Regions from separate parts of the Mus musculus genome. Here region 2 is linked to region 1. A link is a contact called in public Hi-C data. All regions are on one chromosome and are shown on one strand. Each heading gives the region's core, a stretch centred on a gene start, on an enhancer-like site or on the middle of the called end of the contact. The rest is flanking DNA. Distances are from core to core; before and after follow the strand shown. Region 1 has its middle 170 kb from the start of Gm41653. Region 2 overlaps Nrxn1 (neurexin I).

Region 1 (3,326 bases), core at 574-3,073:
CAAAAAAAGGGTTAATTCATAGAGTAAAAGAAAACGACAAATTCTGATATTTGTTGATGTAAAGTTGATCTTAGTCAAAAATGATCAAACAAATTGCATGACGTGATTATGCAGGTGAAACCAGCACAAAAGTCTAAGTGACCCCCACATAAAAACCATGCCCCAAAACGATAACTAAAGTATTGTTGAAAAGATTCACAATATACTGTATCTGCTCACCCTTGCAGAAATCTCCACGTAATGAACAAAGCTGAACATGCACAAGAGATTGGATTAAACTATGCCATCTCTTAGATGACCTTCAACCCCTCAAAAATACCTTGCTGAGAACATTCAGTCCTTAAATGAGAATTCTGTGCTCCTGCTAAAACCCAGCAGAGATACACAGATTCTCTCAGCATCTTGTAGGGGTAATTTTTAGAAATATTAAAATTACTAATCCTCTCTTCTCAGGAAATATACATATCCAACAGTCTTGCTTTAGCTTGCCCTCCTGTCAAAAAGATAGGGATTGATTTATCCTTTGGTTGAACAAACATGAGTAACATGAAATAGTTACATGTACTATCTCCTACTAATGCTCTCAATATCTTTAAAGTATCATTAGCTATTTCCTTCAGGAATTTGATTTCAATTTACACAGCCCTGTTAGAGTTGCTAATGACTAAAACCCATTTTCACTGCCAAGATTGGTTGAGCTTTACAGAGTGTCAGAGACTGCAGCTTGCTTTCCTGTAGAACAGTGAGTGTATCCTTGACTAGTAGGCAAATAGTCATCACACAATATTTAACAAATACTAAGTACACAGAGTTCCAGTCAGGTTGATGGTGATGCTGATGCTGATGATCCAGTTCCTCTACTCTACCACAGCACTCTGGATGCACTAGGTAAAAGTCTAATTCTTTTATGGTTTGGTTTTGGTTTTGGTTTTGGTTTTGGTTTTGGTTTTGGTTTTGGTTTTCCCCCAAAATTTAACCTTCAACTTCAGCTAAGAAATTACTGGTTCTTTGTTCCTTCACAAATGAGAGAATGAATAATGGCTCAACAATCAGCCCATGACTGCATGCCTGCAAGAGGTAGAAAGAACATCTAATGCTATAGCCAGTCTCCCCATCTCTAACATTTTTCTCATGTCTGCTGCAACCACTCTATACCCATACCCCAGGTTTTGTGCTGTAGATAAACAAAATTTTGCTAATAGAACACAGCTTAGAGAGGAAAAATCTTAGAAAATAATACAAGGTAACTCTCTTCTAGAACAGTAGAATCTGCCTGAGTAAATATTACTGCCAAACATGAATCAAATGAAGAAAAAAATCAAGAATTTATGGAATTATATATTATGTGATCTTAAATGGAAGAGTAGTGAAAGAAAGAAAAATGGAAAGAACAAATGATCAAAAGAAAGAAGGTAAAGAGAAAAAGAAAGACAAAACAGAAAACTACCTGAGTCTCAATTTCAGTTAAAAAAAATCATAACAACAGTGGCTGAATAGAAAGGCTAAAAATTATTTACCTCTTACACTAAAGCACATAGGTATTCTGGTACTTCAGGGATGCTACCAGGATAGTCAGTGATCCAAGTTTCAAAGTGTGATTATGAACTTAAATAATCACCAGTTTTCTAGCCTTGTATTTATACATCAAGGAACAGAAAAAGAGGAACACAAAATGCAAACTACACCCATGCAGATTGTCAGGGAGACCCTCAAAGCATGCCTACCTGCAAAGAAGACTGGAAAAGTAAGAATTCTTCCAAGGAGCTCCTAAATGTTAAGCAGAATTCTATGATCATACAGTGTATAAAAAGGAACATGAAGAGCACTTGGCAATCTGAATGAGAACTGGGAAAAGTGACTCAGAAAATGAAGAACAAAGTGTGGTGTATATGTCTAAAAATTATATAATAAAATCTACCACTTTGGATGGTAATATAAAATTAATTAAAGGTTAAAATTTTTAAATGTGAAAAAAATAAGCATGTCAAATATTTCTCAGACATTCAAACTATCACTCTGAGAGTATGGCATGGAAGTGGATAAGATTTTTAAAACGATTAAATTGTTTAAGTGAGAAATTAACCTCAGAATAAAATTGTAAAAGCAATGAAAGAAAATGAGGCCAGTTGGGTCCTCCTGGAGCACAGCCAGCAGAGGTGAGCTGCCTGCAGTCCCCTGACATTTAGTGTCTGGCTCTCAGCTCACCCTTCCATGCCAAGAAGCCTTTGGAAACCCAAGAGCATCCTGCTTCCCTGTAGAGGCCTCTGTGGGCTTAAGGAACAACCAACTGGAAACCTGACCAGCAATCACTTGCCAGCTGGGTCCACCTGGGGCACAGCAAGTATAGGTAAGCTGTGCACTGCACACTAACCCCCATTGTATGACACATACATATTTCTTCCTCCTTTCTGAGGAGGCCTGCTGGCGTGAAAATCAACCATCCAACACCCAGAGCAAGCATATGGCTAAAGGCTAGCATAAAAACACCATCAAGAAGAGCTAAGGCAAGAAGATAGCACCAAAGCCCAGCTATCAAGCCTTGGATATCCTAACACACTTGAAGTACAAGAAAATGATCCTAAATTCAATCTTTTTAAATTAATTAATTAATTAATTAATTAAATGTGTGTGAGTATATTGTCACTCTCTTCAGACATACCAGAAGTGGGCATCGAATGCCATTACAGATAGATGGTTGTGGTTGCTGGGAAGTGAACTCAGGACCTCTGGAAGAAGAGTCAGTGTTCTTAACTGTTTAACCATCTCTCCAGCCCCTAAATTCAATCTTAGAAATCTGATAGAGACCTTTAAAGAAGAAATGAATAAATCCTTAGTCAAATACAGGAAAATATAATCAAACAGGCAATGAAAATAAAAATGTCCAAGATCTGAAAATGAAAATAAAAGCAGAAAAGATAATTTAAACTGAGGCATTCCTGGAGATAGAAAACCTAGGAAGGAGAACAGGAACTATAGATGGTAGTCTGTAACTAACAGAATCACTAAATTCTTGACATAAGACATTTAGGAAATTTGAGACACTATAAAAAGACCAAACTTAAAAATATTATGATTAGATGAAGGAGAAAATTCTCAACACAAAATCCTAAAAAAATATCTTCAACAAAATCATAGAAGAAAATTTCCCTAACCTAAAGAAAGAATTGCCTATAAACATACAAGAAGTTTAGACAATACCAAATATATTGGAACAGAAAATAAAATCTTCTTGCTATACAATAATAAAAACATTAAAAGTGCAGAACTATGAAAGCTTATTAAAAGCTGTAACATAAAAGACCAAGTAACATATATAAACATATCTT
Region 2 (3,358 bases), core at 2-2,501, 650 kb before region 1:
ACAGAGCTCCTCCTGGAAACCATCCTTTCTCCACCACACACACACACACACACACACACACACACACACACACACACACACACACACACACACACACGGCCGAATTATTCTCTAGATGCAATGGGAGTGGTCTGAGACTTCACAGACCCCCATCTCCCTGAAGATTGGTCTCCTGAACACCGCCAGTCTAGCTCCCTCCTCTGTGCAATTCTTTCCATGGAGTGCAGGCTTCCTGGACTAAGCCAGGAGTTCTGCCTGGAAGAAGAGAAATTTCAGGAAAAGGGACCTATTTTCCAGTTTGTTAGGGAAGATCTGAGTGTAGAGAAATGCCTTGTGAGCCAGTATCCTCTTATGTTTAGATGAAAGCTATATCAGATTCACCGAATTGCCAAAAATAAAATAACAAAATCAGCCAGGTTTCCCGCCCCCCCCCCCTTTCTCAGTGCCTGTGAGGCTTTTTTCTTTGTCTCTTCTGAGTGTAAGACCTACTCATTTACCCAGCAGGCTGGACGCTGTGATCACTTTCTTTGGCTGTTCTTCCATTTCTTTCTTGCAGTCAATTCACCTTTGAGACTCTGCTCCTTGGATCCTCTACTCCCTCTCATGTATTTCCCCTCCCAGGGGCAACTGTTAGTACTATGATGTCGGGCCCTTCTCCTGGGATAGACTTCCTACCTCGGGACTCCTGTGGGCTAGGCATGAAAAGCTACAGCATGATCTAATGAACAGAGACAGGTCACCCTGGCAACCCCTCACTGGGAGTGGAATAGTGACACACTTTACATTGGCTCCAAATAATTGATTGTTTACCTCACCTGGTTCTTGAAGGAATTCCTTTAGAGACACCTAGTAAAACCCGAACCAGGGCTTTCTATAATATCAGAGGGCAGATCCCTGGGAAACCATAGAGTTCCAGGTGCTCTTCCCTCTGACTCCCTAGATTCTGGGGAGCATACTGCTACCTTACCTGAGTGTAGCCCTCAACCACTGCTCTGCCTTTGTGCAGAATTATACCACTCCTGTGGGAGGAAGGAGAGCCAGGGCACAGGAGGGCCAGACAGAGCGTGGGTGGGTGGGAGTGGTGTACCAGATGGGGGTATGTGAGGGTGTGGGATGGCTAATTGTAGCAGTGGGGCGCTATGAGCTAATTATCTCATATGCACATAAGTTTCTTGTGGGTCTGACTCTGCAGAGTGACCCAGTGGTAAGGTCTGAGAATGTGGACAGGGCTTGTGGAGGTGACAGGACAAAAAGGGCCCCTGTAGCAATTTGACACTCCTTTACAAATGTAGCTTCTACCCCAGGCAGATGCCCTCTGCTGGTCTTTGGTAACATTTATTTCCCTCCAGAATAGACTGATTGTCTGTATGTGAATGAAAAATCAGGCTCATCTATCATTGAAAAGGAGAAATCAAGATGGGCAGGTAGAGACAGTGAATGGGCCACAGTAGGCATTATTCTTTAGGGTCAGAGAACTTTCTTTCTTTCAGAGAATGCTATTTATGTGGCCACATTTGTTTGTAAAACCTCCCTCCATTCCTACATACTCACCAGTCAGAATTTAAGGTCCTAAATAAAATACAGGTGTGAAGTTTTCACATGTCTCCCCTCCCTTCTCTAGAAAAGAGACAATTCTATAGAGAGCAAGCTAAGAACATTAGGCTGAAAAAATCGGTGTCTGAGGGTGGTGCACTCCGAAACCAGGGTGTGCAAGGAGAGCAGAGGGCCCCAGAGCAGGGCTCGTAGGGTGGGAGCTTGAGAGAAACCTAATAGAAAGAGGTGAAGTCGAATTTGTTGGGTCAATAAGCTTGATGAATATTTAGCTAATTATTAGGACAAAGGGCTCACAAGGAAAGAATTGCTGAGCCTAATGGATGAGAGAGAAAGCAAAGCAAAAAGGTAAATGACAGTGTGATGAATTCCTACTAGGAAATGAAGGCAAGTTAAAAAGGAGGCTTCATTTAAAATCTGTGACTCTTGCAAATGTGCATGTGTGGATAAATACATGAGCCTGTTTGGTTGTCTTAGAGTTTCCGAGAAGCATAAGACTGTTTGTTTTTTAATAAGGAGTACGTACATATATGTTAAGTGTATGTAAGGAAAGGAAAGCTTGGGTAGCATATTCTAAGGGAGAAAATTTAGTCTCTTATGTTTTAGAAACTGCTGGATCCAGGTTCATTCTTCTTCATGTTTTTTCATGCTATGCTTCATTTGCACTATTATGAGGTGTCACTTACAAGGTTTGCGGGTGCAGAGGGAGCTCATGTCTACCACACATGTCTTTGTGTAAGCTGACCCAATTGCAAAGATTGTGGTGAGGATTTTCTTAAGTGCATATATATGAGAAGCAGATTTGGAGACAGTTTCTGCCTCTCCCCTCCCCAATTTTGTATGAATTTAAAAACATAGATGGTGAAACAACTTCTGTATAAATTTTTTTTTTTTTAGTTAAGTCAGTGGAGAACTATGTAACTGTAAATGATAAGAAGCAAGGCTGCTTATAATTAAAGCCAACTGGAGTCCAGAATAGACCCGTGTGCTCAGCCAGTACTGCTTTTGTGCTGTGCCATATGTGTGGAGCAGAGAATGATGTCAGTGCTATGCTCAGGTTCCCTGCTCAGCTCCCAGCATTCCTAAGCACCAATGTTCTGCATACTTTAGAAAATTAGCTTAAAGCCTCTCAATATTTTCAGAAGATACAGAAAGGAGAAAACATTCACAGATCTTAGCAACTAAAGTCAGTTCATCTCTTCCCGCAAATATGAACTCTGGAAATTATATTACTGTGATGAGCTTATACTATTAAAGAGCAAAATGGTTTCTTCAAGGGGAGAAGTGAACGAATTTTAAAGCTAGGTTTGTGTTTAAGGGAACTCAATGACATTAAATAAAGATAAAATTCATAGCTGGAATTTGTAACATATTCTTCCAAAGTACTTTCAAGGCATATGACAAAGTTCTAAAGGGAGCTTAAATATCTTTTGTGTGTGTGTGTGTGTGTGTGTGTGTGTGTGTGTGTGCGAGGCTACTGAGACATGTCGTGTCAAAGATGGGCCAAGAAATAGAGCCAATCTCTGATCAGAGTGAAAAAGAGATTACAGTCAGAGATTTGTGACCCCATAGCCCAAAGTGATTGTATGATCTCAGAGGTAGAGAGTGTTCTCCATGTGGCTTCATGGGGTCTTTTGGAGTAGAATTCATTATGAATAATCCAGCCACCAGTTTTGTGTCTAGTCTATCTTAACACCTCTGTGTGCTGCATGTAGACACACTCAGTTGGTGCCCCACTGGTGTCATCAATAACTCTGTTGTGGACTGTAACATGCTTGTTGATAGAAACTTTCTGACTTATTTTCGA

What was found. Hi-C and Micro-C count contacts between places; a contact is called where the count stands out from the background.
Region 2: a contact with region 1 is called in a Hi-C map of cerebellar granule neurons, with 2.2 times the contacts expected there. The contact joins two enhancer-like sites. A contact is called at or near these places in 2 of 484 Hi-C or Micro-C datasets (cerebellar granule neurons and cerebellum), 3 of 115 datasets of contacts at active chromatin or transcription factors (embryonic forebrain, forebrain and large pre-B cells) and 1 of 9 other capture datasets (embryonic stem cells).

What each region holds. Positions count from the first base shown.
Region 1 is chr17:89,801,233-89,804,558 of GRCm38.p6, reverse strand. No RefSeq gene overlaps it. Among named protein-coding and RNA genes, the nearest start is that of Gm41653, 170 kb to the left of the region's middle. Within about 2 kb of position 1,823, at least 2 of the 459 cell types and tissues checked have an H3K27ac peak or open chromatin away from gene starts, as enhancers often do. A contact at or near this core is called in cerebellar granule neurons, where this site is marked.
Region 2 is chr17:90,450,809-90,454,166 of GRCm38.p6, reverse strand. All of the region lies in intron 17 of Nrxn1 (neurexin I), which reads left to right. Among named protein-coding and RNA genes, the nearest start is that of Gm32337, 9.4 kb to the left of the region's middle. Within about 2 kb of position 1,251, at least 9 of the 459 cell types and tissues checked have an H3K27ac peak or open chromatin away from gene starts, as enhancers often do. A contact at or near this core is called in cerebellar granule neurons, where this site is marked.